Regions from separate parts of the Mus musculus genome. Here all the other regions are linked to region 1. The links are chromatin contacts, called in public ChIA-PET, HiChIP or PLAC-seq and promoter capture Hi-C maps. All regions are on one chromosome and are shown on one strand. Each heading gives the region's core, a stretch centred on a gene start, on an enhancer-like site or on the middle of the called end of the contact. The rest is flanking DNA. Distances are from core to core; before and after follow the strand shown.

Region 1 (3,806 bases), core at 380-2,879:
ATAAAGAAAATATTTAACCACCGGTATGCCCTAGACACTCACCAGCCCGAGCACAAGCCTAGCTGAAGCACAGAAGCAAGGCCCAGACAGCTTCTGCTATGTCATGAGCTTGCCGCTGGGTTGAGGAGAGGTCTAGAGGGTTCTAAAAGATCACAGAGGCAGAGAAAGCAAGGGGCCATGAGCAGAGGCAATTTATCAAAAATGTTTCACGAATCCCAGGGCTGTGTTCTGCACTGGTGCATAGTGGCCCAGTACCTGGAGAGCTGTGCTCAGCTGAGCCCAGGTTAGCCCTGCCAGGCACCTACAAGGTCAGGGGCTGAAGACTGGACTGAGTCTCTTGGCAGAGATCACAGGGCTGTGTATGAGCCAAGAAAGCTTCCCCTTGTGTGTACAGGGGCAGGAGAGCAGGTCACCAGGGCTCAGGACCCCGTTGCCAACCTCTCCCGCTGATGGATGCTCGTCTTTTTGTTTTATTAAACCCTGATGGATGGGCCCAGATAAATCAATGCAGGCTCAGCAAGTGGCCAGCAGAGTCATATATCATCTGGCCCCTTCTAGGACAGGCAGATCATGAGCACACAAAGCCATGTGTATCAATACAATACACATAGGCTTATAGGCACATAGGTGCCGGGACTGTGCAATCAAACCTAGCTGCAGGCAAGCGAGCTAAGAGACATGAGAACTGATAAGCCCAGTTTACATACATGCTCCTGTCCAGAGCCAGACTATGAGCACCCTCCAGGAGGCTCTTCTGTTGGTACTTTCTTAGGCAAGTCAGATTTTGTACGGTGCCATGCTTACTTATCTCCCTTATTGCTGGATACAGAATAAAGGATGCCTTCACGCATGCGTGTGTGTGTGTGTGTGTGTGTGTGTGTGTGTGTGTGTGTGTGTATATATATATATATATATGAGGCTGGACTCTTGGGATGGATCTGTGCCCCCACCTCAGTCATCTCCCATCCTAGGGGTGTGCATCCCCCCCACTCTCCAACCCCAGCCTGACCTTCCCTTCCTGACAGCCAGTGGAAAGGTAGCCGACTATGAGCAGCATGTGGGTGCATGTGGAGGCGTGAACATAGAGATGGGCTCAACATGTTCACCACTCTGGCTCCTACTCCCAGGCCTCAGATTGAGTGAAGGGCTTGTAGGGATGAGCTAGAGAGATGCTTCCAAGGAGACCCCGCCCCCCTCAACACAGACACAGATGGAGGCAGAGACAGCAGGACCAGCATGGAGTTTCCAGATCACCCCACGGCAGAAAAAGAGCACTGAGGCCCTCAGAGAGGGCTAGCCACTTGCCCCAGGTCACATAGCGAGTCAGTAGCAGAATATGCCCTTTCAGCTCAGAGGGAGAAGCAGCCCAGTGCTGGCCCACTTACCAACGGCCCGCGGAGCCCTTCACTGAGCAATCCTGGCAGCCCTAAGGCTGCCAGCTATGGGAAGCAGGGCCAGGGGTCCACGGCCCACAGGAGGATCCTCGATCTCTCCCTGCCAGTCTGCGCTGACCCCAGCTTTTCCACGTCCTGAGTTCTCTAGACTGAGTGCAGCGCAGCGTGCGCGCACACTCACACGCCTGCTTGCAGGAACTGCCGGCCGCTCCTGGAGAGGGAAGAGGGCGGTTCCAGGGGGCTGGGGGCCTGCCAAGAGGCTAATGGAACACAGCTGGGCCGGCCCGCCAGGCTGGAGGAGGAGGGAGACCGCGAGGGTTCGGCGGCTGCGGAGGCACTGGCCATTGGCCTGCACCGCCGCGCTCCTGGCCTGGCCCTGCGCCCGGGCCCGCCCGTCCCGCTTCCCCAGCCAGGTGAGCCTGCGGGTGAGCGGAGCAAGGCGGGACCCTGCGTGCCCAGAGCTGCCCTGGAAGGGGCGCCTGCGGCTGGCTGGCTGGCGGGAGGGAGGCCAGGCTAGGCGCGCCCGGGACCTCCTTAGTGCCCCCCCTAATTTCCTTGGCTGAGACCCCAGAAAGCTGGAGAAGACTAGAGACCCCTCCTCCATAGTCGTGGAACCCGCGACGTGGCTGCTGACCAAGCCTCGGTGGTCAGCTTTTTCCAGTGCCTGGGCCTAGCATTCCTAGGCTGTAGAACCTCTGCTTGCACTGGGAGGAGGGGATAGAGCACCACTCCCCAACCCTGTGCTAAATTAACTCCTTCTGCTCTGTCCCCATTTCTACAGAAGTAGGGTCAGGGAGTCCTCTTGGACTCCAGAAGGTTGGAAAGACTCAGATCCCTACCCCCTGCCCCCTCCCTGCTCCCTGCTTTAAGAAGACTTTTTTTTAAATTAATTTATTTTGTATGTGTATGTGCGGAACGTGTACACAGGCATAGTTGTAAATGCCATGTTGTATGTGTGGACGCCAGAGAACAATTGATGGAGTTAGCTATCTCCTTTCACAATAGGGGTTCTGGGGGAATCCCGCTAAGGTGGTCAGTCTTGGTGGCCAGCACATTTACCTGCTAAGCCATCTCCATGGCCCTCAAACTTGGTTTTGTTCTCTTTTTAACTGGATATTGAGCCTAGAGTTTGCATATTCTAGGCTAATGCTCCCCCCCCTTGGTGGTATAGTGGTATGTGTGTGTGTGTGTGTGTGTGTGTGTGTGTGTGTGTGTGATGTGTAAATTTGTGCAGGTGTACACACACATGCTTGGTGGTGGCAGCCTGTTGCCTTTAATCTCATCACTCAGGAGGCAGAAGCAGGTGGATCTCTGTGAGTTGAGGACAGCCTACTCTACAAAGTGAGTTCCAGGACAGCCAGGGCTACACAGAGAAACCCTGTCTCAAAAACAAACAAATAAACAAACAAAAAAAACAACCAAACGAAAAACCCAAACCGCTCTGTTGCTCAGGCTGGCCTTGAGCTGGTCTGGGACAGAAGCAAACCTAGAACTTTCTATTTTTAAGATAGGTTCTCACTATGTAGCCCTGGCTGTCTTGGAACTCCCTTTGCAGACCAGGCTGGCCTTGAACTCACAGAGATTCCCCCTTGCTTAGAGAACGCTGGGACTAATGATGCACACCAGCACACCCAGCCAAGCCTAGATCTTTCAACCCTCTAGCCTCAGCCTCCTGGGTAGTCGGTGCCCAGCAGGCCTGGTTCAAATCTACTTTTTATCTCTAATTCCATTTGCACATCTGTGAGATGAGATGCCTGCAGCTGCCCGTGTAGCTTTGTTAAAGGAAACTCATTAACATCTGTGAGAATGCTTAGCCGTGCTCTGGCACGTAAGAGGAGAGATATTTGCTGCGATTTTCATTATTGGGATCCTTAGCAGAGGACAGGGTCTGTAGGGAGTGGGGGTGGGCATTAAGGGACAGGGAGGTTTTCTTTATATACAGGGTCTAAAGAGGCAAAAACAGTTGAGTTTGGATGAACCTCAGAAAAGGAAGCGAAGCGGCTGTAGGGTATATGTTGGGGTTAGAAAGGAAGCGACTTAAGACCCTCCATCCCAAGGATGGCTTCCGGTCGGAGTAGGGTGGTTAAAGCTGTAGACCTGTGGCCCCATCTAACCCAGGCGGAGCCATGACAGGCCCGGGATTTCCCACCTCCATCCCTGAGTCAGCGGAAACCTAACCACGCTGCTACGCCATGGAGGCGCCCCACTGTGGTCCCCTCACGGAGCCTGGGCCCAGATGTGTGGTGGCAGTGGTGCGGCCTGCGAGGCGCTGAGCTCAGCAGGCAGGAAGTGCAGGAGGTGGGGCTTTCAGAAGCTCTGTCAGGAGGGCTGGGCAGGCACAGTCGGGGTTGCGAATGGAGTACTGCCCAGCTTAGAGCAGGAAAAGGAAGGAACATCCACTAGTCAGGTTTA
Region 2 (3,926 bases), core at 998-3,497, 380 kb after region 1:
CTTGAAAGTGAAGAAAATTCCTGAGAGCAGGCAGTGGGAAATTGCTACAAGAAGAGCGATACAATGTATTTAGTTACCTTTCTGTTGATTTTTGTATTGGTCTTTTTCATATTTGTTTCCTTTCCAGAGCTCAGGACTAAATCCAGGGCCTTGTGTTATTTATTATATGTAAGTTATTATATGTAAGTTTAGCTGTCTTCAGACACACCAGAAGAGGGCATCAGATCTCACTTCTTTTTTTTTAAAGATTTATTTATTTATTATATGTAAGTACAGTGTAGCTGTCTTCAGACACACCAGAAGAGGGAGTCAGATCTCGTTACAGATGGTTTTGAGCCACCATGTGGTTGCTAGGATTTGAACTCCAGACCTTTGGAAGAGCAGTTGGGTGCTCTTACCCACTGAGCCATCTCACCAGCCCCAGATCTCATTTCTGATGAGAAATGCTAGTTTGTTTGCTTATTTATTTTGTGTGTGTAGTACATTTGGTTAATAGCACATGAGCAAAGATAGCATGCAATTTCAGAAGTTGGAGATCTCTGTACACCAGGGATTCCAAGGCACTTTCTCTTTTCTTCTTTTTCTTTTTGTTGTTTTTTGTTGTTTCTTGGGGGGAGGGTTGGTTTTGTTTTTGTTTTGTTTTTTCGAGACAAGGTTTCTCTGTGTAGCCCTGGCTGTCCTGGAACTCACTCTGTAGACCAGGCTGGCCTTGAACTCAGAAATCCGCCTGCCTCTGCTCTGCCCGGCTGCCACAAGCACTTTCAACTATTGGGCCATCTCTGGTCCTTTCTGTGGTTTGTTTGTTTTTTAAGAATTTATTTATTATATGTAAGTACATTGTAGCTTTAGACACCAGAAGAGAGCATCATATGTTACTACGGATGGTTGTGAGCCACCATGTGGTTGCTGGGATTTGAACTCAGGACCTCTTGAAGAGTAGTTAGTGCTCTTACCCCCTGAGCCATCTCACCAGCCCCGCTGTCTCTGGTTTTAAAGACAGATGGGGCAGAACGATTTTGGAGATAAGTGAGATAAGGAGGTTGATTATTGTGATAACAGTATTCCTTTTCCTCAAGTCATAGAATTTGACTTTTGAGTTGTTTCACTTTATCGGCCAGGCATTTGGTTAGAATTGGCAAGATTGGACGTAACCCCGGCTCTGTGTGTTGATGTGGAAGACTGGAATGCTATCATGCAAAATAAGGAGGTTAATAAGCATCAGCCCCAAATTCCTTGATTCAAAAGGCACGTGCTTCAAGGTCCTCATCACTAAAAAAGGGAGCTCATTGACCTGTTATTTATTTGTTTGCTTGTTTATTTGTTCATTTATTCATTCAATAGCTATAAGTCAGACACTGGAAGGTGGTGGTCATACTAGTCAGCAATATAGAACTGACCCTGTCATTAAAAGGTTACTGGGCTCTGCCCCTACCCCACCACACCCTTTTGCTGGAGAAACAAACTCCCTCTAGTGTGATAGCGCACACCTGTAACCTCAGCAGAGGGGAGGTGGAAGAAGGAGAATCTAGAGTTCAAGTCTAGGATATCTGAAACCCTGCCTCCCGTAAACAAACAACTGGTCTGGGAGCCTTTTACCTCAGCACTTGGGAGGCAGATAGGTGGATCGCTGTGAGTTTGAAGTCTTTCTGATTTATAAAGGTCCAGGCCAGCCAGAGATACATAGTAAAGATCCTGTCTCAAATGAACAAAAACAATATTCAAACCCCAGCTTAATCTCCACTCCTTTTCCTTATCTCCGGAGCCTTGAACGAATCACTTCCTCTCTCAAAATAATTATTTAGTTCAGGGTCTATACAGGCTTAATTATGAAGAATTTTTGGGAAAGAAGGTCTCGCCATAAAGAAGAAATAAAAACAGAAAGAGATTGGATCTCCAGGTCCAATCGTTCTGCCCCTTCTGCCTTTAAAACCACAGACAGCAAGGACCAGAGAGATGGCCCAGTGGTTTAAAGTGCTTGTGGCAACCGGGCGGTGGTGGCGCACGCCTTTAATTCCAGCACTTGGGAGACAGAAGCAGAGGCAGAGAGTTTGACACACTTTGTTTTGTACATATTCCTTCTAGTCTCCCTCCAGCCTCGGCTGTCTATTCCATCCCTAATTGCCATCTTTAGTGGCTGCGTTCTCTTTAAGCCCGCCCCTATCCTGATATCCCTTGGAGGGAAGGGGGCGTGAGGGTTAAGAACGCGTTTTAGCACGGTATAAAACGTTTGTCCCCGTCAGGCCGCCGTCCTGCAGGTCCGCCATATTGTCTGCCGAGGCTACCGCTGAAGCTACCGCTGCGGCCGCCGCCAAGTCCGAGCGAGCGGAGCCGCGATGGGTGAGTGAAGCGGCTCAGGAGATGGGTGTTCGGGCCGAGGTGTCGGGGAGCGGGGTCTGGCGAGGGCCTGTCTCTCGTCCGAAGCAGATGTCGGAAGCATCCAGAGAGGCATGGGAGGAGAAGGCAGATCGGGAGCGCCCCTCGGGCCAGTTTAGGGCTGGCGTAGGGCCGCCCGCACGGGGAGCAGCCCTGGGGGCTTGTTCCGCACTGCTAGCGTCCTGGGCTGTCCCCACGTGGTGGCCTCGGGTCAGAGCTCGCGCTTCCCGGGGTAAGCAGAGCCCTGCCCTCTCGCCCTGCGCCTGCCGTGGATCCGGGGGCCGGGCTCCGGGCTCCAGCAGCAGGCCTGGCCGCGGAGAGCCTGCTTCCTCGGGCTTTTGGACGCCGGGCTTCTGAACCAAGTGAAGTCCTAGCTGCCTACGTAGAGGGTAGAGTCCTCTGGAGAGGAGACCCAGGGCAGGCCAGCTCCGGCCCGGTAACCAAGGGCCGGCCGGGTCCAGCAGAGCTTGGGCCTTTGAAGGCCAGGAAAATGTCCCAGTCGGCGCAGGAATGGGGTGGTTCGGCTAGACTCAGTGACAGCCTTCGCAGTGGTAGAGAGACCAAAGCCAAGACTTCTTGGCACAGACAGGTCAGGGACTTACTGTTTCTGGGCCAACTCTGGTTAGGAGAAAAAGAGAGACCTGTTGATCTTTTTTAAAGAGCATTCCGGATACGAAAGCCGTTGCTCAAAAGAATACGATGATGGTCTTCGAATTCAGAAGTGAAACCAGTATTGGTAATTTGTTGGCATCAGTAAAGTGAAAAACTTTAAATTTGCCAATCTGTACGTGCAGACGTTATTGTCAGTGCTTAACGTGTCTTGTTTAACCTAATTGCAATCTAGTGGGATAGGTGCTGCTGTTATTCCTGTTTTGCAGATGGGGAAACTGAGGCTTAGAGTGGTAAAGTAACTTATCCAAGGTCACGCGGTGATTAAACCAGGGTGATCACTCCAGAGCCCTAGGAATTAACTGGTGCCTTTTATGGGCTGGCCCTCTAGTGGTGGGATGAGAGAGAGGGGGGACAGTTTTAACCCTGCGTAAAGTTGGGAAGTTGTGTTTTGATATGGGTCCAGTTTGAAATCTTTAGTCTGAATGAAAGTGGAAAAGTTTAGAGTGAATTGCTGACCTCCGCCTATTGTAAAGAGTAGTGCATTTCTAAAGTTTGCTATAATCTCTAATTCTGAGGAAACAGAAAAGACTTTCTCTGCCAGTGATTTCAGAATCAGATCTGGCCTGCCACTTCCCACCTCTCATCCAGTTTTCAAACAAAACTGTGCATAGAGAAGGCGTCTAACACACTGCAACAAGCCCTACGTTCCTCCATTTCTGAGCCTTCACATCTCTAGGAAGGGAGTATGTGTAACCTAGCAAGAACTCTGCAAACAATGTAACAGCATTCTTCCCACCCTGAATACAGCGAGCGGTTCTTTTCCCTAAAGCACTCTACACTTCCAGATCCTCTGGAAAGTATAGATTGATTCTGGGAGGTAACTGGAGCCCTAGAGGGAAAGGCATCGTCTGTGAGACGTTTTTTTAGAGATTGAGAAACAG
Region 3 (4,002 bases), core at 1,060-3,559, 310 kb after region 1:
TGTTTAGATCTTTATTTTTGTGTGTGTATGTGTACATTTTGTTTCATGGCACATGTGTAGATCTGAGGACAACTTTTGAGAGTCAGTTTTTTCCTCCCACTGTGTAGTCTTGGAGATCGACTCAGATCTTCAGGCCTGAAGATGATTTAACCAGCTCAGACATCTTGACATCTCAGCCTCAGACTTTTTTTTTTTTTTTTAAAAACTTCTCTTTTTTATTTTTTATTTATTATATGTAAGTACACTGTAGCTGTCTTCAGACACTCCAGAAGAGGGAGTGTCAGATCTTGTTACAGATGGTTGTGAACCACTATGTGGTTGCTGGGATTTGAACTCTGGATCTTCGGAAGAGCAGTCGGGTGCTCTTACCCACTGAGCCATCTCACCAGCCCAGCCTCAGACTTTTAATGGGATTTAATTTGGGTTCCATCTGCATACAGTACCCTAGGATGAAGAGATCTTAGAGACTGTGCCCTGGTCCTTACAGCAGTACTATCTGTCTCATGGTGATTTATGTCTTGTTATTCCAGTATTCTGAAGATTAAGACTGAGTTGTTTTGAGTTCAAAGCCACTCTGGGTTAGAGAGTGAGTCACTGACTCTGCAGTGAAAACACGTGTTAAGGAAAAATGAAAGTATTTGTCTTTTTGAAAGAGTGCAGGGGGATCCCTTGTGAAGGACCAGCATTCAGAGCAGGAGTACTAGGAGCTCTGAGAACTAGGCAGCCAACATGGGCTAAGGACTGGCCCTGGAGTCACCGTTTTACAGAATAAACAGAAGGTGGCAACAAAACAATTCAGTCTAACAGGTGCTAGGACTGCAGTTTGTCAGAGACCTAATATAAGATGCTTCTTAGTTTGTTTTTGGGGGACAGGGTGGCCTGTCCTAGGTGGCCTGTAGCTGTGCTGTGTATGTAGGCCAGACTTGTCTCAAACATGAGGTAATTCTGTGGCTTTTCCTCCTCAGCGCTAGGATGCATAACCACCTCATCCCCTTAGTATGGCTGGACATGAAGGCCTCTATGTGCAAGTAGAGGTCAGAAAACTTGGGAGAGCTGGTTCTCTCCTATTTTGGGCCTGGGGCTAGAACTCAGGTTGATAATAGTCCCCTCCACCCCCAACGAAATAAGCTAATTCAAGAATAATTTTTTTTAAAAAGGCATATCTATTTGGAAATGGGTTCCCGGGTGAGTCCACCAGCCTCAGAGGTCGGGGGCAGAGTATGGCTGGTACTTTTTTGATAGATTGTAGGCGAAGAAAATGACAAGTCTACCACAAGCTGGGCTTGTGCCCAGGTATGGTCATCTAGGGTGGGGCTTGGGTGGCTGGTGACTAAAGATGAGGATTAGTACAGTCAGGAATTCAGGACTGGATTTTTTGGCGCCTTTTTGTGTTCTGAGGCTTTCTGAGTAGGCGGGGTTGGAAGGAGAGAGAGAGAGAAAATTTGGAATTTACCGGGGATGAGTGGGTGGGGAACAAGCCAACAAGCCGGGGACTCCAAAAACAGGTGATAAGCAGCATTACCAGTTGACCCGACCCCAAATGCATCTTTTAATAATTCTCTCACTAGTTTTGAACCTGCTCTAATGGAAATCTTGCCGACTGACTTCCTGGATGCCCTACTTGGGTATGGAGGGAGCCCTTTTCTTCCGGTCTTTGCGTCTCTGACTGACCCCTTCGACTCCTTCTGAGTTTCAGTTCTGCAACACACAGCATTCCCCATTCCTGGCTTCCCTTTCGCACACTCATCACTTATCTCTGGGTCAGCCTCCTCCCTCCCACCACGCCCGCCCGCATCCCCATCTTCCCATCCCGTTCGCTCGCGCAGTCTTTCCCTCTCTTCCGGCTTCACTTGGCTCTAACCCTCGCGTCCCCCTCTCTCCAGAAGCGTTCTTTTCATTTCCCGGTTGGAGGGGCGGCCCCCGATTCCACTCCGGGGCACCGCTCCCTCGGGGACCTCCCCAGGCTCGGCCGTTGAAGGAGGCGTGGCGCACGAATAACAGGTCTCCTGCCGCACACTCCGCGGGCCCGAGCGCAGACAAAGACATTCCACGGCGCCCGCCCCCTCCGCGCACTCCGCCCGGGGGAGGGGGAGGGGAGACACGTGTACCGCTAGCGCCGGGTCACGTGGAAAAGAAAAAGAAATGAAGGAAGGCGGCGGGCGCCCGCGCAGGCGCCCTAAGCTCGGAGCCCAAGCGGGGAGGCGACGTCTTCAGTCGGCGCAGGCGCCGTGGTCCAACTGGGGACTTTGTTCTCCGCGGAGAAACTCAAGGGCGGTGCCGGTAGGCGCCTGCGCACGCGCGCCGCCTCATTTCCGGTGCTCTCTCGCTGGGTCGCTCGGGTCGGCTTCGGTCGCTGTCGCTCCTGTTCTTCCACCCCCGCCAACCGCCGCTCGGGCCTCAGCTGCCGCCGCGTCGCTTCCTCGCTCGTTCGCTCGCCACCCATCATCCCCGATGCAGCGCCGGGACGATCCTGCCTCGCGCCTCACCCGGTCCTCGGGCCGCAGCTGCTCCAAGGACCCGTCAGGTGCCCACCCCTCGGTGCGTCTGACCCCGTCTCGGCCGTCGCCGCTTCCTCACCGGCCCCGGGGAGGGGGAGGTGGGCCCAGAGGAGGCGCTCGGGCCTCGCCCGCCACCCAGCCGCCGCCGCTGCTGCCTCCCTCCACCCCTGGTCCCGACGCGACGGTGGTGGGTTCCGCGCCGACCCCGCTGCTGCCCCCGTCAGCCACAGCCGCGGTCAAGATGGAGCCGGAGAATAAGTACCTGCCTGAACTCATGGCCGAGAAGGACTCGCTCGACCCGTCCTTCACTCACGCCATGCAGCTGCTGTCCGTAGGTAAGCGGTTCTTGGCGGGTCCTCTGGGTCTCCCGGTCCTGACTGTGGGTGGCCGCCGCTTTGTTCTTGCTCCCACCCCCTCGGAGCCCGGGCATCGAGAGTTGTCATCTCGACCTGGCCTTCGAGATTCTGCACCCACAGTCCCACCCGGGCTCAGGGTGTAAGGGAAGATTTCTGAGCCACGGACGAGGCCCGAAGAGGACTCGCGATCTCAGAGCGCGGAGAGCTTGATGGATAGTACCGTGCTCCCGCCCCCTTCTCCTCCCGTAGTAGTTGCCCCGCGCGCCAAGGGCCGGCTCTTAACAGAAATGAACCTATTTCTCCCCGCTTTCCCAAAGAGGAAACATTTGGGGGGGGGAATCGCGGGTGATGGAGACCTGGGGTGTAAGGTAGAGATAGCCGGAATGCCGGTCCCGCACAGCGCATCTACGGAGCGGGGCGGGATTTAGCGGGAACTCGGGTTTAAGTTCATTAGAGGTCGGGGCGACGAGAGAATCCGTGAGCTTGAGGTTTTCTCAAGCCAAGCTTTCCATTTCGGCCTGTCGAGTAAGAATTGCTGCAGACCCGGATGGTTTCTCTGTTTTATTTTGAAATGTGTTTCTGAAGTTATGCAAAAGTGTGTGTGTGTGTGGGGGGGGGGTTGTGATAGCCCAGGAGACCGTAGAAAGAAATGATAGAGGGAGGTAAGGGGCGGCAGGCAGGTTCTTTTGCGTGAGATGAACGAGAAATTGGTCTTTTTGTTTTAGTTTTTGCTGGAGTAGAGATAGTTTAAGAATGGTAGTCTTTGTTCTCTGATTGTAGACTATGGAGCTCTCTTCTCCGGACTTGAGCGACTTAGATATTTTTCCTTATTCAAACCGCCGCCTGTTGTTAGACATGGTTTTAGTATTTTTTATGATATCGAATTTTTTTTTTTTTTTGATTTTGGTTTTTCGATACAGGGTTTCTGTATAGCCCTGGCTGTCTTGGAACTCACTTTGTAGACCAGGCTGGCCTCGAACTCAGAAATTCGCCTGCCTCTGCCTCCCGAGTGCTGGGATTAAAGGCGTGCGCCACCACTGCCCGGCTGATATCTAATTTTTATTAAGCATCTAATACCCACAGTCTGTCCTACTGGTTGAATAGTTGGACTGTTGAGGGGCTGATGGAACCTTGTCACCAGACAAAAA
Region 4 (4,315 bases), core at 1,315-3,814, 470 kb after region 1:
ATGAGACAGATCTCTATGATCTTGACGCCAGTCTGCTCTACAGAGCGAGTTCTAGGTCAGTAAGGACCACCTAGAAAGAGACCCTGTCTCCAAAAATCCAAAAATAAGCAAACAAACAAATTAAGAAAAAAACCCAGGGCCTGGTGAGATGGCTCAGTGGGTAAGAGCACCCGACTGCTCTTCCGAAGGTCAGGAGTTCAAATCCCAGCAACCACATGGTGGCTCACAACCATCTCGTAACGAGATCTGACTCCCTCTTCTGGAGTGTCTGAGGACAGCTACAGTGTACTTACATATAATAAATAAATAAATAAATAAATAAATAAATAAATAAATAAATAAATAAATAAATAAATGAAAAAAAAAAAAGAAAAAAGAAAAAAACCCAGCTAGTTGCTAATTCTTGCTCCACGGGCAGCTAGATATGCATTACTTTAGAACACACACTTTAGAATTCATGCACTGCTTGTCAGCACCGTGCCCCCCAGGCGGGTGCTGAAGCTGAGGTGAGCTGTAAAATGCTAAGGTTTCTAAGTGAGGACAGCAGGGCGGTATATCAGGTCTGGAGACACATCTGCCGGCTCTGTCATTCTCAGGGTTGGGTTGTTTTTTTTTTTTTCCTTCTGTGTGACTCTCAGCCTTTGTTTCTGTGTTTCTCTCTTTGTCTGACTTTCCAACTCAGACTTCCTCCCCCCCCCCCCCCCCGCCATTTCCTGTTCCCCCTTCCCTCTGCAGCTGAGGTGCACACAGCTTCAGCTCCTACCTCACAAACCCCAACAATGCTCTGTGGGCTCCCCTCCCCCTGCCTGCTCACTCAGCGTAGCTCAAGAGGTGACACATTTACACTTTCTTTCCAGTGAGGTCAGGACCCATTCTTGGCCCTGATAGGGGCCATTTGGGGTTCCTCACATCACTGGTGGCCTGGCCCTCTGCCTGTGAGGGACACAATCCTCATTTTTGCCTGCTGGCAGCTTGTTGTGGAGTTCTTAAACTCCTGCTGATGTCAGAATGTCTCTGCCCGCCACAGATACCTGTGCAGTATGCTTGCTCGGTCCTCTACCGGAGGCAACTCGTGGTTATGGCTATGCGCTCCATTAGGGGTGTGGCCTTGCCTCTACTTGAATTACCATTCTGCTGTGCTGTCCTGTCCCCTGCCTGTTATTCTATCTATCTATCTATCTATCTATCTATCTATCTATCTATCTATCTATCTATTATCTATCTACTATCTATCTATATCTACTATCTATCTATCTATCGATCTATCTATCTATCTATCTATCTATCTTCTATCTGTCTCTATCATCTATGTATCTATCTATGTATCTCTGTATGTATCTATGTTTGTATGTATCTATCTACCTATGTATCTATGTATCTATCTATGTATCTATGTATCTATCTCTATCATCTATGTATCTATGTATCTCTGTATGCATATATGTGTGTATGTATGTATGTGTGTATGTATGTATGTGTGTATGTGTGTATGTATGTATGTATGTGTGTATCTACCTATCTATCCATCTACCTATCATCTATCTATCTATCTATCTATCTATCTATCTATCTATCTATCTATCTATCTATCGAAACAGGGTCTCTTTATGTAGCTCTGGCTGTCCTGGAACTTACTGCATAAGTTAGTCTGGCCTGAAACTTGCAGAGATCTGCCAGCCTCTGCCTCCGGAATGCTGGGATTAAAGCCTTATGCCACCATGCCCCAGCCTGTCACTAGGGCCTTAAGACATGAGGTTTTCTTGTCTTCCTCCTGAAACAGACTGTCAACAGTCGATCCTTAGGCACAGGATGACATGGATACGGCTCTGCCAGTGAATGTGGCTGCTGTTTTTACTATAGTACATATAACCTTGTCACCAACTATCTAACAGAGATAGATGCTGTCCAGGTTCAACTCTGAACAAGAGATGCCTTTGGCTGTCCGGCTAAATTAAAGGCCACCCAGTTCTTACATAGCACGGCTGGAGTTGAGTGCAGCGCCATTTCCTTCCCTGTGAGCTAAACTGTAGCTGCTGTGTTCTGCTCACGGGGGCAAAGGCTCTCTTCTCTTACCCAGGAGTATCTTGGAGGGTAGGAGGAGTGCTCCATCAAACAGCCTTCCCCACCATGTTTAGTGACCTTCAAGGGGAGGAAGAGGCAAGTGAATCTCTGTGAGTTCAAGGCAACATAGCAAATTCCATAACAGTCAGGGCAACACGGTGAGTCCCTGCGTTAAAAAAAAATCCTCTCATTGGTTGATGACGACGACGACGATGATGATGATGATTGGACTTGAGGGGTCTAGGCTGGTCTGGAACTCTGTATGTAGCCATTCCTGTCTTCACCTCCAGAACGCTGGGAATATGGACCTATGCCATCACACACAGCCTTCCTCCCTAAGTGCCTCCCTCAGTATGAGTAGAAGCTGGCCTAGAGATGTATGGGACCCAAGAGGCTGAGGGGGTCTAGGTCTATGGCAGCAGGAAGCCTGAGGTGCTGGAGGCTTGTGGTTGGGTTGCTGGGGCTGGGTTGGCTGCAGAGCCCTCAGGAGACAGGAAGTCAGGGTGGAACGTGGGCGCGAGGAGACAGGTGGTGACTACGACGGCGAGGGGAGCTGACACCGGGTCCAGGCAGCCAAGCCAGGCTAGGAGCATCATGTGAATAGGCCAGAAGGCTCCCAGGCTGGGCAGGTAAGGGGTACTGGGAACAACAGTGTAGAAGGGGGCAATGGTGGGAACCAGACAGCAGAACACTGCGTCTGTGGAGGCCTAGGCTCCTTAGGTGTACAGAAACCTTTCAGAAATGCCTTCCTGGAGGTTGTCTGAGCTGGTGGCTCTTGCCTCTGCCATCTGCTGTCCATCATTTCCCACCTTAGGAGGAGCACACTCCTGGGAGAGCCAGCACATGATGTCAAGTGTTAAGAAGGCCACCAGCAGCCACCTGTCCAGTTCCTTGAGCTCAGAGGATGAGGTTTCTGAGGTCCAAAGGTGGCTGTGACCCTGTCTTAACCCATACCTCCTCACGATGGTCCGCGGCAAAGCAGGACCTTGCGTGGGGGTGTAGGCTTGACCTGGGCTCCTTCTATGCCTGTGGCACACAGGGTGATGAGATGGACCGTCCTGAGGGCAGGGCCCCAGGAATCAGTCCCCAGGTCCCTAAGGCAGACCCAAGTGGCAGAAACAGATGAAAGAGTAACCCATGGGATCCAGGTGGACATATGAGAATCGACGGCAGCCTTAGCAACCAGCATCCTGAAACACAGAGGAGTCAGTAAGGAAGCAGATAGATATGTGTAGGGCGTTTATCCAGAATGGATGTGTGTTCCCCGGGGAAGTTGGTAGTGAACGAGATGGGAGAAGGGAAGAGGAAAGACTATTTTTATCCTGAACTGGGTATAGCTGGAGCAGGGCAAGAACTTCTGAACTTCCCTCTGGAAAGTCACCGCTCCTGTCCTGCCAAGTGTCAGGACAGGATGTTCTTGCCTTTGCCCTTGTCCCCATCCTGTCTTAACTCAGCTGTATTTGTGTGTTCATGTCGGCCTTCATGATTCTTCCTTCAGACCCTAAAGGATAGAGGCCCAGAATCTTGTCACCAGCCACCACCCATTCGTTCAGTCAAACTCTAAACTCTGGAGGACGGTCTCTTCCTCCACTGACTGTCCAGGTTTCCCTTGCCTCACCGTAGATGTTTATGTCACAGATTTTCCATCTTGTCAGCATATGCTGGCCTCTTCCAAGACCTTGCCTCCTTACAGGGGCAGGAAACACACTGGCTCTTCCGGTGTTTCATCTGTCCTTGAACTGCAGTCCTCTAGGCTGGCCCTGTGCTGACTGGGAGAGGAATCCAACAGGGTTGCTTGTTCTTGGAGCTCAGGATGGTGGCTCTTCTCAAAAGAGCCCAGAGGACAAAGTCAGAGAATGGGTTGAGATCAGACGAGGGAGAAGTTTCCTTCAAGGGAATCTAGAAGCTTCCTGAACAAGGCTCATTCTGGAAGGTGCTTAGGACAGAAAACTAAGGTCCCCACCCCCTGTGCTGCTCTCCGGGACCACAGAGGCAGAGACCTCAGAATAAAGTCAAAGGTGCAAGAGCCCAGGTGTGGTATAGTGTAAACACACACACACACACACACACACACACACACACACACACACACTTTTCAGCATCAGAGAAAGGCCCAGGAAGAATTCACTGTCTGAGTGAGTGGTTTGTCCGCCCCATATTTCAGTCTGTTTATAAAGACACAATAACAAAGCTCTTGCTTCCAAAATGCCTGGCAAAATCAAAGGGATAATAATGATAATGTGCCCTGGATAGT
Region 5 (3,795 bases), core at 513-3,012, 420 kb after region 1:
CGTGAGGAGGAGGGGTGGCTCCCCAGATGCTAGAGAGGATCTGCTCCTTCAAGTTGCCTTTTGTTCTCCATATATACAGCTTGACACCCACCGCCACTCATGCACTGGTGCTCATATAATACATGTAATTTTTAAAAAAAAACGTAGCTACTGAGAGGAAACAAAGCTTTAAAGCAGAAGTCCTGAGAAGGACAGACAAGTCATGACCTCATCCAATACTCAGTTGAACCTAGTGTGGGAGAACATGCCTTTAACCCAAAGGCAGAAGCAGACTAGTGAGACAGGTGCCCAGGAGGGTGAGGGGAGAGATGAGGTTTGTGTTTAGGTGTTCCTTAGGAGTTCAGAGCAGACCCAGAGGGCCTTGAGGACCTATTGAAGGAAGGTGTTCACACAGCTGAGTAAGGGGTAGGAAGCTACTGGGTCTGTGCTCTCGCCCTCCTGGGGAAATGCGCATGCGCGCGGCCTTAGTAGTTCCCTAATTCAGCTGGTTTCCTCTAAGGGACACTGTAGGTGGCCTCAGCCAGCACCAGGTCTCTGGGTTGGTTGGGCAGAAAAGATGGAACTGCTCAGCTTTATAGGGGCTGTCCCTTGATTCCTTCTAGCCAGAAGCGGTAGACAAATTGATTCTAAAAGTCCTCCAGTAGGGGTGGAGAGGATTCCTTTCCTGCCTCCGCATCAGGAGCTTGCAAGCGCAAGTGGCTCCGCAAAAGCTTCTGGCTCCTCAGGGAAGCAGCTGAAGGTGGCAACCCCGGGTGCTCCTGGGCCCACTGTCACTTTGATGAACGAAGCTGGCACCCTGCTCCAGCAGCAATTCTGAGAGGAAAGGGACCTTCCAGCGTGCTCCCCTCCCTCCGGTTCTTGGTTGTTTAGAAGTCTTGGATTAGAGTTGCTTCCTAGAGCAGTTTGCATGTTAACAGCACCTGGAAAAGATCCCAGAAGCAACACCTCTGGGTGCCCACAGCCAGGGAAACCTACTGTTGTTGCTAAAGGAAAAGGGAAGATGGATGCTTTGTTGCCTAGGTCGCTTTAATTTGAGCCTGCTGGGCAGCCTGACACCCTCTCCTGTGGCATCGGATGCTGTTCTGGAGATCTGAACCAGACTCCTCTGCCAGATCTTCAAATAGCCTCATTGGTGGGACCTCCCTCCTCCAGCAGCACAACCGCCAACAGTTCTGGGCCAGCCTCCTTCCGGAGCTCTCACGCCCCACCTCCTGCCAGCCTGCTTGGGATCCTATTTGCTCTGGTTCGGAGGTGGGGAGAGGCCCTGTCAGTTCTTCAGCGCTTACAGGCTAGGAGTATCTGGATGTCACAGGACAGCGACCGTGCCCAGGAATGAGTGACAATTGATTATTTTCCGTAAAATCGGGATAACAGTTATGTCTCAGGATTGAATGTACATAAAAGGCTTAACAGGGTGCTGGGTACTGATTGTCTTTGTTCCTTCTGGTGTCCGCCCCTCATTTTCCCGTATACTTATATATTGCCTCTGCCCACACATTCATTTAGCCCCATCATTTCCCTACCACCCCTGCTGCAAACAAAGCCACCACCATTTTGTAAGGGATCCCCTCCAAACGTGACAAGAAAAGGAAATGATTTTAAATCCATATCCCGTAACTAACAGTGCTCCTTTAGTTCTTGTGGGAGGTAGGGAAGGGGAACTGTTAAATCGACGGAAGTACTCTCCTCCGGCTCCGCTCCCAGGGAATCCAAAGAGGGCTACTTTCTCTTTAAATGCAAATCATCTCCAGCCAGCTTAGCTCCCTCCAGCTCCAGTTCCCCTGAGGAGAGAGAAAGCAGGGTGAAGGGAGATTGCAAAGAAGCACTGTTTCACACTCCAGACCCCAAACTTCCAGGTCAGTAGAACCCCAAGGGGGCGAGAAGGGAGTGAGGAGGATGGGGGCGGGGTGCCGCACCTGATGCTTGTTTTTTGAAGCCCGAATTGAGAACTGAATCTTTCCTTAGGCACATCTCAGGCGGATCACAGTCGCTCTGGCTGCCGCTTCCATCAGGTCTCTTACTGGGTCACACTGCTGCTACATGGAGAGAAAAAGAGTTCTGTCTCCCACCACCACCACCCCCCACCCCACCCCCGAGCCCCACTGATGCCACCCAGCTGTTCCATGCCAGCTTAAACGCTTAATGTTCCGATTTGACCATCGCCCTCTCGGAAGTAAAGTGAGGGAGCTGAGACCTCCCCTGGAGAGGACCTCAGCAGACCAGATACCTAGGTGATGGGGCTGTAGGGGAGTCAAGCTAAGCTAATCAAGTCAGAGTTACATTGTTGGAGGTCTAGCCCCTAAAGACTTTCTAACTAGAAAAAGAAGAGACTAGAAGCTGTCCTGGGAACTTCTGGGCAGCCCTGGCATGTGTAGTTGAAGTGAAGTGGAAGAGAGGCCAGTGATGAGCCGGCTATTCCTGGTCCATATGATTGACACCAGGGTATTTCCAGGTGTCCCTGCCTTACCTTGGTTGCACCTCATGCAGTTAGTCAGTATCCGCTGCCATATACAGACCGTTGCCTAGCAAATGGCCTCCTGATCCTCAGCTTGCTCCCCTAGTCACATCCACCCTGTCTCCTGAGCATCTTCCTCTACAGCCCCAGGCTCTGGGCTGTAGTGACAGGAAAACAGCAAGATGACCCTGGTCTGGGCCAGCCCTCTCCAGCAGGCAGATGGGGCTGTCAGGAAGAAAAGGGCTTTGCTGGCCTTGGGAGGTCCTTCAGATGCATAGCTACAGTCCAGCAGCAGGCTGGCATATGACCCTGTACAGACAAGAGGACAGAGCTCCTGACTGATGGACAAAGATACATCTGAAGACCCTTCCTCTCAGACGAAAGAGGGTGCTGAGTGAAGGGATGATTTTGCCCCCTTCCTTCCCAGACCTGAGGTCCAACACACCACCCAATGGAAGACAAAAAGAAGAAACGGAGTCCTAAGCCCTGCCTGACCCAACCAGCACAGGCCCCAGGCACACTGCGCAGAGTCCCTGTGCCCACCAGCCACAGTGGCTCCTTGGCTCTGGGACTCCCTCATTTGCCATCACCCAAGCAGCGAGCCAAGTTCAAGAGGTGAGTAGGGAGGGGCTCTTGGCCAGACTGGAGACTCCCAGGTGTGAGCCGAGCACTGTGTAAGGAGGACCTGCAGACATCGACATCGCTGCTGAACAGCAGCCAATGCCTTACCCATTCACTGGGGATGTAGACCCGACGTGTCCTCAGGTACATAGAGACCACTGGCTCTAGCTCTGAGGAGGGAGTGAGTGAGTGTGACTGTGAGAGGAAGCTGCTAGACACTGATGAGGGGAGGTGATAATCAAGACTGAGAATGCCATGAGAACCAAGACACTGATGGAAGGGCCCCAGGAGTGTAGGGATAAACACCAGGGAGGACGATTCCTTCCTTTTAAATTCATTGTATTTTGGTCACCACGCTGGGAGATTGACCTCAAGATACTGATACTGGGCAAGTGCTCTCCCACTGTGCTTTCTCCCTCGCCCATTTAAGTTCTCTGCTCAGTTCTTTTTAAATAATGGAAGTCTGGCTGCAAGTGGTAGTGCAGGGCCATCATCCCAGCCCTTGGGTGGCAGAGGTGCAGGATCAGGAGTTCACAGATCATTGGCTACATAGAGAGTTTGAAGTTAGCCTGGGTTAGAAGAGACCCTACCTCAACAAAAACAAAACAAAACCAATGTTAAGAATTTTGGTGGCCAGGTGCGGTGGCACATGCCTTTAATCCTAGCATTGGGTGGCAGAGGCTGGTGCATCTCTCTGAGAACAGCTTGGACTACACAGT
Region 6 (4,023 bases), core at 369-2,868, 260 kb before region 1:
GTGGGCCTGTTTCAGAGAAGAGCTGGAAGTAGGTGAGAGGCAACTACACACATCCCTCAACATGTCCGATTCCAGCCCTCCTTCCCGGGGAAGACGGAGTGGAAGCTAGCTCAGGCATGACACAGTCCTGTTTTCCCTGCCCCAGCCTCCTAGACCAGGATGATATAGCCAGGGACTCCGCAGGTAGAGGTCTTTATCTAAGCTCAAGGCAAGAAAGGAAGGGCTGGGGCCGTCTTGGATAAGTGGTTCATGTGACATTCCCCACTGTTGAAATGGGAAGAACTCTAGGTAGTTCTGGGTTCTCAACTATTTGGAAGGCCGAGATGGCAGGTTACAAGATCAAAGCCAACCTGGGGAAGTTAGTGAGAACCTGTTACACAGAGTAAAAAGAGGGTGTGTGTGTGTGTGTGTGTGAGTGGGGAGTATAACTCAGCAGTAGGGGGCATGCACAAGGCTCTAGTTCAGTCTTCAAAAAGAAATCCTGGGCTTTCCTATGAGGCGATGAGCTCATGTGTCCCAAGCTGTCTTCCTATTAAGTAAATCATGGGACTCTTCCTTTCTTTTTTTTTTCAAGACATGGTTTCTCTGTGTAGTCCTGGCTGTCCTGGAATTCTCTCTGTATAGACCAGGCCTAGAACTCGGGAGATTCACCTGCCTCTGCTTCCCAGAGTGCTGGTTAAAGGCGTTGTGTCACCGCCCACACCACACAATTTCCCCAGCCCCAAGCCACACTCTCCCTTCATAGCTCTTCACCTTTCTTCTGACACCCTCTGCTCGATCCCAGGCTTTCTTCACCCTATCCCCAGCACTGATCCGGTGGCCGACTGGTGCGGCCGGGAAGCCTATGTGTAGTGGTCGTCTTGCCCTGCTCTAGCAGCAGCGTCTCCGACTGATCCCAGGGGTGGCTGCACACACTGTAGGTGAAGGTCAGGCTGGTGAGAACCAGGGCATCTTCCAGAGAGAGGCCTCTTCACTACCCCAACATGGAGGGGTAGGGCTTGTTGCTGACTGCCTGGCTGTATCTTCACCTCTTCCCAGATGGAATTCACTGATTTTCTTTAGTCTTCCTCCAGGCTCTGTACACTCCTATCTGCTCTATTCCCTTTCGGAATTCAATTTCTGGACCACCATGCTCCTCTTTGCCTTCTCCTGCGGCCAGCCTCCCGCCCTTCTTTCCCTCCCCTTTCCACCTCCGGATCACCTACACTGCTTCCTAGAAAGCCTCCCATCCCGGACCTCTGCGGCCACAGCTGCCTCTACCCTTCCCCTCCAGCTACGAGGCTCGCCAAGCTTGGACCGCGACACCCCCCTCCCAGGAGGCCGGGGTGGGGTGGGGTGGAGTGGAGTGGCTTCAGCCCAGGCCACCCTCCGCACCTCAGTATTCCCTGTCTGGACTGGCTAGGAGCTTGCGGGAGGCACATGGGGGCACTCCCCCTGGGAGCTCAGCGCCAAGACCGCCTTGCCGGCCCTCCTGACCCTAGATCCTGCGCCGTTCGTTCGCTCACCGAGTGACTTCATGTAGTCATCAAAATTCTTGCTGTCCACTAGCTTCCAGGTACCGACAAAGGCGTCCGCCATGGTGCGATGAGTGAGGAGGCGAGCAGGCACTGAGAACCGCAGCTCCCGGCTGGACAGCCTCTTTAAATAGCCCTCGCATCACATGATGAAAGTGGCCCACACCCCTCGCTCCCGAAATAGGAAGCCGGGGCTTGCACTCCCGCAAAGGGCTGGGGCCCATCCCCCACAGCCCTCCCGTCGCCTACGTCAGCGGCGCCCGCGGTCCTGTTGGTGCCATCTAACCCATCCCTGGCCTGGCTGCGGGGCGCTTCCCGCAACCCAAGTAGAGCATCCCCCGGCCATACTGAAAGGAAACTCGCCCTTGAGCTGGTGCCACGCTGGAGAAACGCCGCTTGATCCTTCTGCCGCCTTGTTTTTTAATTCGCTGTGGTTTTATTCTTATATTGTGTATGCTCGTGTAGGCGTACTTATGGGGAAGGGGTGGGAGACTGGGGCGTTCGTTGTAACTCGCGGGAGTCCCTTCTCTGCTTCCACCGTGTGGGTCCCACGTATCAAACTGGGGTTGTCAAGGCTTGACAGCAAGGGCCTTTACCCAAAAACCCATCTCAACGGTCCTATGTCCTCTTCTTGTAGAAGAGGCTCAGAGGCTCGGAGAGGAATGACGCGGTCGCCGTAAGTAAAAAAGAATTGGAGCCTGGACAGAGAGCATGGTCTAGTGGCCTTTGAGCCCTCTTGCTCCTACCAGACAAGTGGAAAAGAGTTGCCTTGGACACCGCGGATGGCTGAGCTGCCCAGCGCCTCACCTGCTGGCGGAGAACGTGACCTTGCTTCCCTCATGCTAGCCCCACACGTGCTAGCCCCTCCCTGCGGAATGTCTCCCGCCTGCGCCTTTCTCCGCAGTCCCACCCGTCGCCGCTGCCTGAAAGCGCTTCAGGCTTTATTTACTGACCTCTGAGCTTGTGCCAGGGTCGTTCTTCACTCCGCGAAGACAATTTGTCTATTCAGAGGGTTCTTCCGGCCTCGGCCACCTTAACTCCCGGAAAGCCGCGACCCTCTGCTGAAGTCAGTTTTTTCCCCTGACTTCTGCCACTAGACTGCTTGTCACCTTAAAGTACGTTATTAAATAAGACCCGACTATTGATGGTTGTAGCCTACTTCAGGGCATGGTCACACTCAACTTTTTCGTTGGTAGGTGGTATCATCCCCTTTTTACAGGTGAGTAAGGGAACCTCAGTGGAGCCTATTCCTTAGTTCAGCAGTTTCTGTTTAATTATTACCAAGTCAGCATCTCAATGTGTAGCAGGGGTTGACCTTGAACTAAAGATTCTCCTGCCTCTGTCTCCTGGGTTACAGCTGTGTGCCGCTGCTCTGGCTTGAGCCAACAGTTAATACGGCACCTGCACCTGGAGGCAAGAGATTCCTGAGTTGGGGGCCAGTCTGAGCCAAGGCAAGATACTCTCTCAAAGTAAGCTCCTGGTTTGTGCGGGCCCTGCTTTGGAGAAGTCCACATGGATCAAGGTACAGGCTAAAGTACTCCCTCTGGGAGTGACTCTAGGAGGGACCTGTCCTGACTTGGGGATTCAGAGGAAGAGGGACATAAATGAATTTCTGAGCTCTCTACACGGGACGGAGTGGTAAGCACAGAACTTTGGCCTCTAGAAGGTTGTGCAGGGTAGTCATTCCGGAACGGTTACCAGAGCTCTGGAGCCTGACCAGTATACCTGCAGTGTGGTGAGGCCTCCTTCCTGGGCCTCTGTCCCCGTGGAAGTTCCTTTCTCCCACCCATGGGCTGTTCTGGGAAGGAGGCCAGTGAGGAAAAGTCCTCTCACCCCTGTCTTGATTCCTTTGGAGAGTCTAGTTGCCAAAAGGCTGAGAGGTCCAATTCTGCCAAAGCTACAGGGACGGGCCTCAGGGCTGGGCCTGGAGCCCTGGTGACCTCAGCGATAGAGCAGGTGCCAAGGGAGGGAGGGCATGGGATGGTTTCTGATTCAAGGTCACAGGCTTTAGGCAAGGAGCCTCTTCTCTCAAAGCCTGAGAGGCCTGAGACCCAGGGACCAGAGCAGTCTGCTTACATGGAGTGTGGAATGTAGTGCTGGAGATCTGGGGCTGGCGGACAGCTGCTGGCAAAAAGATCTGTGTTCTAGACCCGATCACAGCTATACTAGCCATGCCATGTGGTCTTGAGCAGTTCACTTAAGTCACTTGGAATCAGTTTCATCTTTGAAATGGGAGATATTTGGAAATCATTAGAGAAAATACATTAAAAACTCTGGTTTTGTTTTTTTTGTTTTTGTTTTTTTTTTTTTTTGACAGAATCTCTTTATTTAGCCCTGGCTACCCTGGAACTTACTATGTGGACCAGGATAGCCTCAAACTCAGAGATCTACTGGCCTCTGCCTCCTGAGTGCTGGGATTAAAGTCATGCACCATCACCTGGCCCTGATCTTCTTTCTTTTCTTCCTCCTCTCCCTTCTTCTTCTTCTTCTTCCTCCTCCCCCTCCCCCT
Region 7 (4,027 bases), core at 248-2,747, 350 kb after region 1:
CAAAGTGAGTTTCAGGACAGCCAGGGCTACACAGTGAAAACTTGTCAAACAAAACAACAGCAGGGCTGGCTTGATGGCTCAGTGGGTAAGAGCACTTACTGCTCTTCTGAAGGTCTTGAGTTCAAATCCTAGCAACCACATGTGGCTCACAACCACCTGTAATGAGATCTGACGCCCTCTCCTGGTGTGTCTGAAGTCAGCTACAGTGTACTTATATATAATAATAAATCTTTGGGCCCCAGTGAGGGGGGTTGACTGGTGCGAGCACAGGTCCTAAAAATTCAATTCCCAACAACCACTTGAAGGCTCACAACCATCTTTACAGCTACAGTGTACTCACATAAAATTAAAAAAAAACTTAACAATAATATAAAGATTGCTTATGAGGCTGAGAATATAACTGAATGATAGAACACTTGCCTAGCCTGTATGAGGCCCTAATTTTAATCTCCTACCCTCACCCCCATAGACTGCTTATTAGTCTTGCAAGGGAAGAAATTACACTAACAATAACAGTAGCTACTTGCTTCCTCTGTTAAGTGTTTGCCAAACATGATGGCTAACACTGATTAAAACAGGTACTACATGGATTGTCTCATTTAATCTTCCATGCCTACAAGATAATTTGTGCTTGCATTAGGTTTGATTTCCATCCCTGAATAAATCTGTCATAGTGAGAGTAATAATTCCGACACTATGAAGCAGGATCAGAAATTCAAGGACATCCTCTAATCCATAGCAAATTCAAGGACAGCCCAGGCTACCAGAGGCTCTGTCTTAAAAACCAAAATCAAAGGGCTGGCGAGATATCTCAGCAAGTAAAGGTTCTTGTAGCCAAGCCCGATAGCCTACGTGTTAGGCTACATGGTAGAAGAACCAGTACTACTACCAGTTGTCTTCCCAAGTCCACTGCTCTGCGCATCCCTCCCTCTCTCCGGCACACCAAATTCTAAAATGTTAAGAACCCTAATAGGCGGTTATTATTAATACCCATTAACACTATTTCGAAATTTGAAAATGGCAGGCACAGGTTCTTAGCTAAGGTGGTGGCAGTGAAATCAACAGTGGAGAACATGAGAATCAAACATGAGAAATGGATAGAGTTTAGGGTCATCAAGATGAGGCCAAAAATTGGATATAGAGTTTTGGAGGAAAGGGGAAGTGACTCGTAGATTTTGACTGGGGTGGGCCAAAGCACACTAAAGCCTAAGAGTTCTGAAAGCCCAGTTTGGGACTCGCTGAGTATGAGGTGACTGTGTTGTACAAAAACAGGACTTCACTAGAGGCAAAAGGCCGCTCTGGTGTCCTCCTCTAAGTCAGAACAGGGTGAAGAAACACGGGAGGTGGGTTCGCCCGCTCCAGAATCTCTTGAGCAGCAGCTGCGGGAAAGGCGTGGGGAAAGGCAAGACAAAGAGCGTTAGCACAGCTTTTGTCCAAACGGCCCCTTTAAGAAGCGCGCTCCCGACTCCCAGCCCGCCTAGCATGCAAATTGAGCAGCCGGAGGGAGCGTGCGGCTGATACCCGGCCCGGGCTGCGGCGGTTAGTCCTCTCTCGGCCGCCGTCGCCTCCGACATATTGCCCGCAGGAGCTGCGGCGGTGAGCGGAGAGCGCCGGGGGAAGGAGATGGGTGAGCAGAGCTGGCTGGGCTCGTTCGGGGGTCGCGGGATAGCGGGGAGCCTGGCTGCGAACTGCCTCCCCACGCGGACCGGAGTCGCGGGCAGGGGGAGGGGGAGGGGAAGGGACGCGGCGCAGGCGGGACCCCGCCCCTCCGGTCCTGAGGGGGCGGGTCACCGCTTGGTAGGCGGAGCTTCCAAAAGGGAGAGGGGCTCGGAGGGGCTCAGGCTTTCTTTGGGGCACACAATTCTCCTGTCTGCAGATGGGGGCCGGGCACTCTGGTGGGAGGGGCTGAGAGCTTAGGGTTCGCCTTTTGTGATTGCCGGTGGGGGAGAGAATTTTCTGGACTATAGGGGTTTACACTGAGAGCGGTGGGGCCGCAGGGACACCTAGCCCACCAAGGGAGTCCATTCCGATTCAAGCTTCCAGTCCTAGAGAGCATTGCCCGGCTTGTGGGCGGGGTCTTGGGGTTGACAGTTGTGTGTGGGCGGGGTTTCTGGGCTAGGGGCTTTATGTGGGTGCCGAGCTTCTAAAAGATAGTGGGTGTGGGCAGAGTTCCTGGGCTGAGGGTGTGTGTTGGGGGGGGGGGTTCTAAACCAAACCAAATATAACAGCGTGTGAACAAAGCTTCCGGTTTGGGGCTTGAAGTCAGCTTTCTGGACATGCATATTGTGAAGAGCTGTCAGAAAACCTTCAGAGATAGGAAAGCTTGGGCACCGTGTGTATGAATGGAGGCTACTGTGTTGCTGTGAGGAAGTTGAGGAAGTTATAACTTCGATTAAGGGTTTGGGAGCTAAGTGCAGGATGCTGCCTAGGATCTTAGGCTAGACTACTAAGCTTAGGGAATATAGTTTTGTAAAATCTTAAGTTTGAGATTCCCAACCACAGCGCTCTTTCTAAGGCCATTCTGACGTTAAGGCCAGGCCGTGGGTCATTGAGTTAGATCTCAGGGCCCTGGAGGGAAAACTTGTCTCAAACCTGACCAGATTGTAGCGTCTGGAGACTCAGATCCAGATAAAATCCAGCAAATACCAGCGCTGAGCAGCTCAGGACTCAGGCTCTGAAAATCTTACCAAACTGGTCCAGTGAACCGGATTAAGGGAACTGGCAGTAAAAATAACAGTCTGGTAGCACATGCCTGTCATCCTGTCATCCTAGCATTTGGGAGACTGAGGCAGGTGGGTTGTGAGTTTGAGGCTATTCTGTGCTACTTAGTCGCTTAAAATGTGAATTCACGCCTGGCGTGGTGGCGCACTTCTTTAATCCCAGCACTCAGGAGGCAGAGGCAGGCAGATTTCTGAGTTCGAGGCCAGCCTGGTCTACAGAGTGAGTTCCAGGACAGCCAGGGTTACACAGAGAATCCCTATCTTAAAACAAAACAAAACAAAACAAAACAAAACAAAAGATAATCTCAGAGAGTGAATTGTGGGAAAAAAAGGTAGAAGCCTGGCAGGTGCAATAACCCACCTGTAATCAGTCCCAGTACCGGGGAGGCAAAGCTGGAACCCTGAGGCCAATCAGTTAGTGAAATAGTGAGCTCTGAATTCAGAAAGAACCTTGGTAAGCAAAGAGCACAAAGGAAAAGACATTGACTGGGCAGTGGTGGCTCACATCTTTAGCCTCAGCACTTGGCATCCAGAGGCAAGCAGATCTCTGAGTTCAAGGCCAGCCAAGACTACAGAGTGAGTTCCAGGAGAGCCAGGGCTACACAGAGAAACCCTGTCTCAAAAAAACCAAAAAATGAAAAAGAAGGGTTGGGAGGCTGGAGAGATGGCTCAGTGGTTAAGAGCACTGACTGCTCTTCCAGAGGTCCTGAGTTCAGTTCCCAGCAACCACATGGTGGCTCATGACCATCTGTAGTGGGATCTCATGTTCTTTTGTGGTATGTCTGAAGACAGGGACAGTGTTCTCTTTTTTTTTTTTTTTTTAAAGATTTATTTATTTATTACATGTAAGTACACTGTAGCTGTCTTCAGACACACCAGAAGAGGGCATCAGATCTCGTTACAGATGGTTGTGAGCCACCATGTGGTTGCTGGGATTTGAACTCTGGACCTTCGGAAGAGCAGTCGGGTGCTCTTACCCACTGAGCCATCTCACCAGCCCCGACAGTCTTCTCTTATACATAAAAGAAATAAAACTAAAAAGAAAATAAAAAGTGTTGGGAAGATAGCTTAGTTCTGAATGTGCTTGCCACACAAGCGTGAGAACCTGAGTTTGGTCCCCAGACCCTATGTAAAAGGTAGGTGTGATGGCCTGAGCTTGTAATCCCAGTGCTGTGAGGCCTGAGACCCGAGGATTGCTGGGGCTCACCAGCCAGCCAGCCTGACCTACCTGCCAAGTCCCAGGCCAATGAGAGGTATTGTTTGGAAGTGACAGGAGCAAGGACAAGGTAGAACTATGCACACCTGAG

Evidence for each region. Promoter capture Hi-C pulls out the DNA fragments that hold promoters and counts their contacts. ChIA-PET counts read pairs in DNA pulled down with a chosen protein or histone mark. HiChIP or PLAC-seq counts read pairs in DNA pulled down with a chosen protein or histone mark.
Region 2: an H3K4me3 HiChIP or PLAC-seq map of pro-B cells shows a contact between it and region 1, with 2.6 times the contacts expected there. The contact joins the promoter of Kpna6 here to the promoter of Col16a1 in region 1. A contact is called at or near these places in 2 of 39 promoter capture datasets (cranial neural crest and pre-B cells), 1 of 15 datasets of contacts at CTCF or cohesin (large pre-B cells), 7 of 115 datasets of contacts at active chromatin or transcription factors (the NIH/3T3 cell line, bone marrow-derived macrophages, embryonic stem cells and 3 more) and 4 of 9 other capture datasets (adipose tissue, embryonic stem cells, liver and 1 more).
Region 3: a promoter capture Hi-C map of embryonic stem cells shows a contact between it and region 1. The contact joins the promoter of Khdrbs1 here to the promoter of Col16a1 in region 1. A contact is called at or near these places in 6 of 39 promoter capture datasets (the 3T3-L1 cell line, cranial neural crest, embryonic stem cells and 2 more) and 5 of 115 datasets of contacts at active chromatin or transcription factors (astrocytes, effector CD8 T cells, embryonic limb bud and 2 more).
Region 4: a contact with region 1 is called in an RNA polymerase II ChIA-PET map of memory CD8 T cells, with 28 read pairs. The contact joins the promoter of Lck here to the promoter of Col16a1 in region 1. A contact is called at or near these places in 1 of 39 promoter capture datasets (pre-B cells) and 1 of 115 datasets of contacts at active chromatin or transcription factors (memory CD8 T cells).
Region 5: a promoter capture Hi-C map of pre-B cells shows a contact between it and region 1, with 2.4 times the contacts expected there. The contact joins the promoter of Ccdc28b here to the promoter of Col16a1 in region 1. A contact is called at or near these places in 3 of 39 promoter capture datasets (hippocampal neurons, liver and pre-B cells).
Region 6: a promoter capture Hi-C map of stem cell-derived epiblast-like cells shows a contact between it and region 1, with 2.9 times the contacts expected there. The contact joins the promoter of Fabp3 here to the promoter of Col16a1 in region 1. A contact is called at or near these places in 6 of 39 promoter capture datasets (cranial neural crest, embryonic stem cells, hematopoietic stem and progenitor cells and 3 more), 1 of 484 Hi-C or Micro-C datasets (nephron progenitors), 1 of 115 datasets of contacts at active chromatin or transcription factors (embryonic stem cells) and 2 of 9 other capture datasets (adipose tissue and embryonic stem cells).
Region 7: a promoter capture Hi-C map of embryonic stem cells shows a contact between it and region 1, with 2.7 times the contacts expected there. The contact joins the promoter of Tmem39b here to the promoter of Col16a1 in region 1. A contact is called at or near these places in 14 of 39 promoter capture datasets (the 3T3-L1 cell line, 3T3-L1-derived adipocytes, the C10 cell line and 9 more), 3 of 115 datasets of contacts at active chromatin or transcription factors (embryonic fibroblasts, memory CD8 T cells and stem cell-derived neural progenitor cells) and 3 of 9 other capture datasets (embryonic stem cells, liver and macrophages).

Annotation. Positions count from the first base shown.
Region 1 is chr4:130,045,663-130,049,468 of GRCm38.p6, reverse strand. Col16a1 (collagen, type XVI, alpha 1) reads right to left here and starts at 1,629. Exons shown (of 70, transcript NM_028266.5): 1 at 1,386-1,629. Gm12963 (a long non-coding RNA gene) reads left to right here and starts at 1,047. Exons shown (of 6, transcript XR_003955360.1): 1 at 1,047-1,061; 2 at 1,543-1,807.
Region 2 is chr4:129,671,088-129,675,013 of GRCm38.p6, reverse strand. Kpna6 (karyopherin (importin) alpha 6) reads left to right here and starts at 2,247. Exons shown (of 14, transcript NM_008468.4): 1 at 2,247-2,337. The coding sequence starts at 2,334.
Region 3 is chr4:129,740,610-129,744,611 of GRCm38.p6, reverse strand. It overlaps Khdrbs1 (KH domain containing, RNA binding, signal transduction associated 1), which reads left to right and starts at 2,309. Exons shown (of 9, transcript NM_011317.4): 1 at 2,309-2,833. The coding sequence starts at 2,452.
Region 4 is chr4:129,571,890-129,576,204 of GRCm38.p6, reverse strand. It overlaps Lck (lymphocyte protein tyrosine kinase), which reads left to right and starts at 2,564. Exons shown (of 13, transcript NM_001162433.1): 1 at 2,564-2,690.
Region 5 is chr4:129,621,875-129,625,669 of GRCm38.p6, reverse strand. Ccdc28b (coiled coil domain containing 28B) reads left to right here and starts at 1,762. Exons shown (of 6, transcript NM_025455.2): 1 at 1,762-1,856; 2 at 2,883-3,070. The coding sequence starts at 2,907. Gm34305 (a long non-coding RNA gene) reads right to left here and starts at 2,884. Exons shown (of 4, transcript XR_376684.4): 1 at 2,468-2,884; 2 at 1,917-2,036; 3 at 1-1,781.
Region 6 is chr4:130,306,333-130,310,355 of GRCm38.p6, reverse strand. It overlaps Fabp3 (fatty acid binding protein 3, muscle and heart), which reads right to left and starts at 1,618. Exons shown (of 4, transcript NM_010174.2): 1 at 1,506-1,618. The coding sequence starts at 1,578. Gm10570 (a long non-coding RNA gene) reads left to right here and starts at 2,651. Exons shown (of 4, transcript XR_868203.3): 1 at 2,651-2,733; 2 at 2,872-3,036.
Region 7 is chr4:129,694,315-129,698,341 of GRCm38.p6, reverse strand. Tmem39b (transmembrane protein 39b) reads left to right here and starts at 1,497. Exons shown (of 9, transcript NM_199305.2): 1 at 1,497-1,627. The coding sequence starts at 1,624.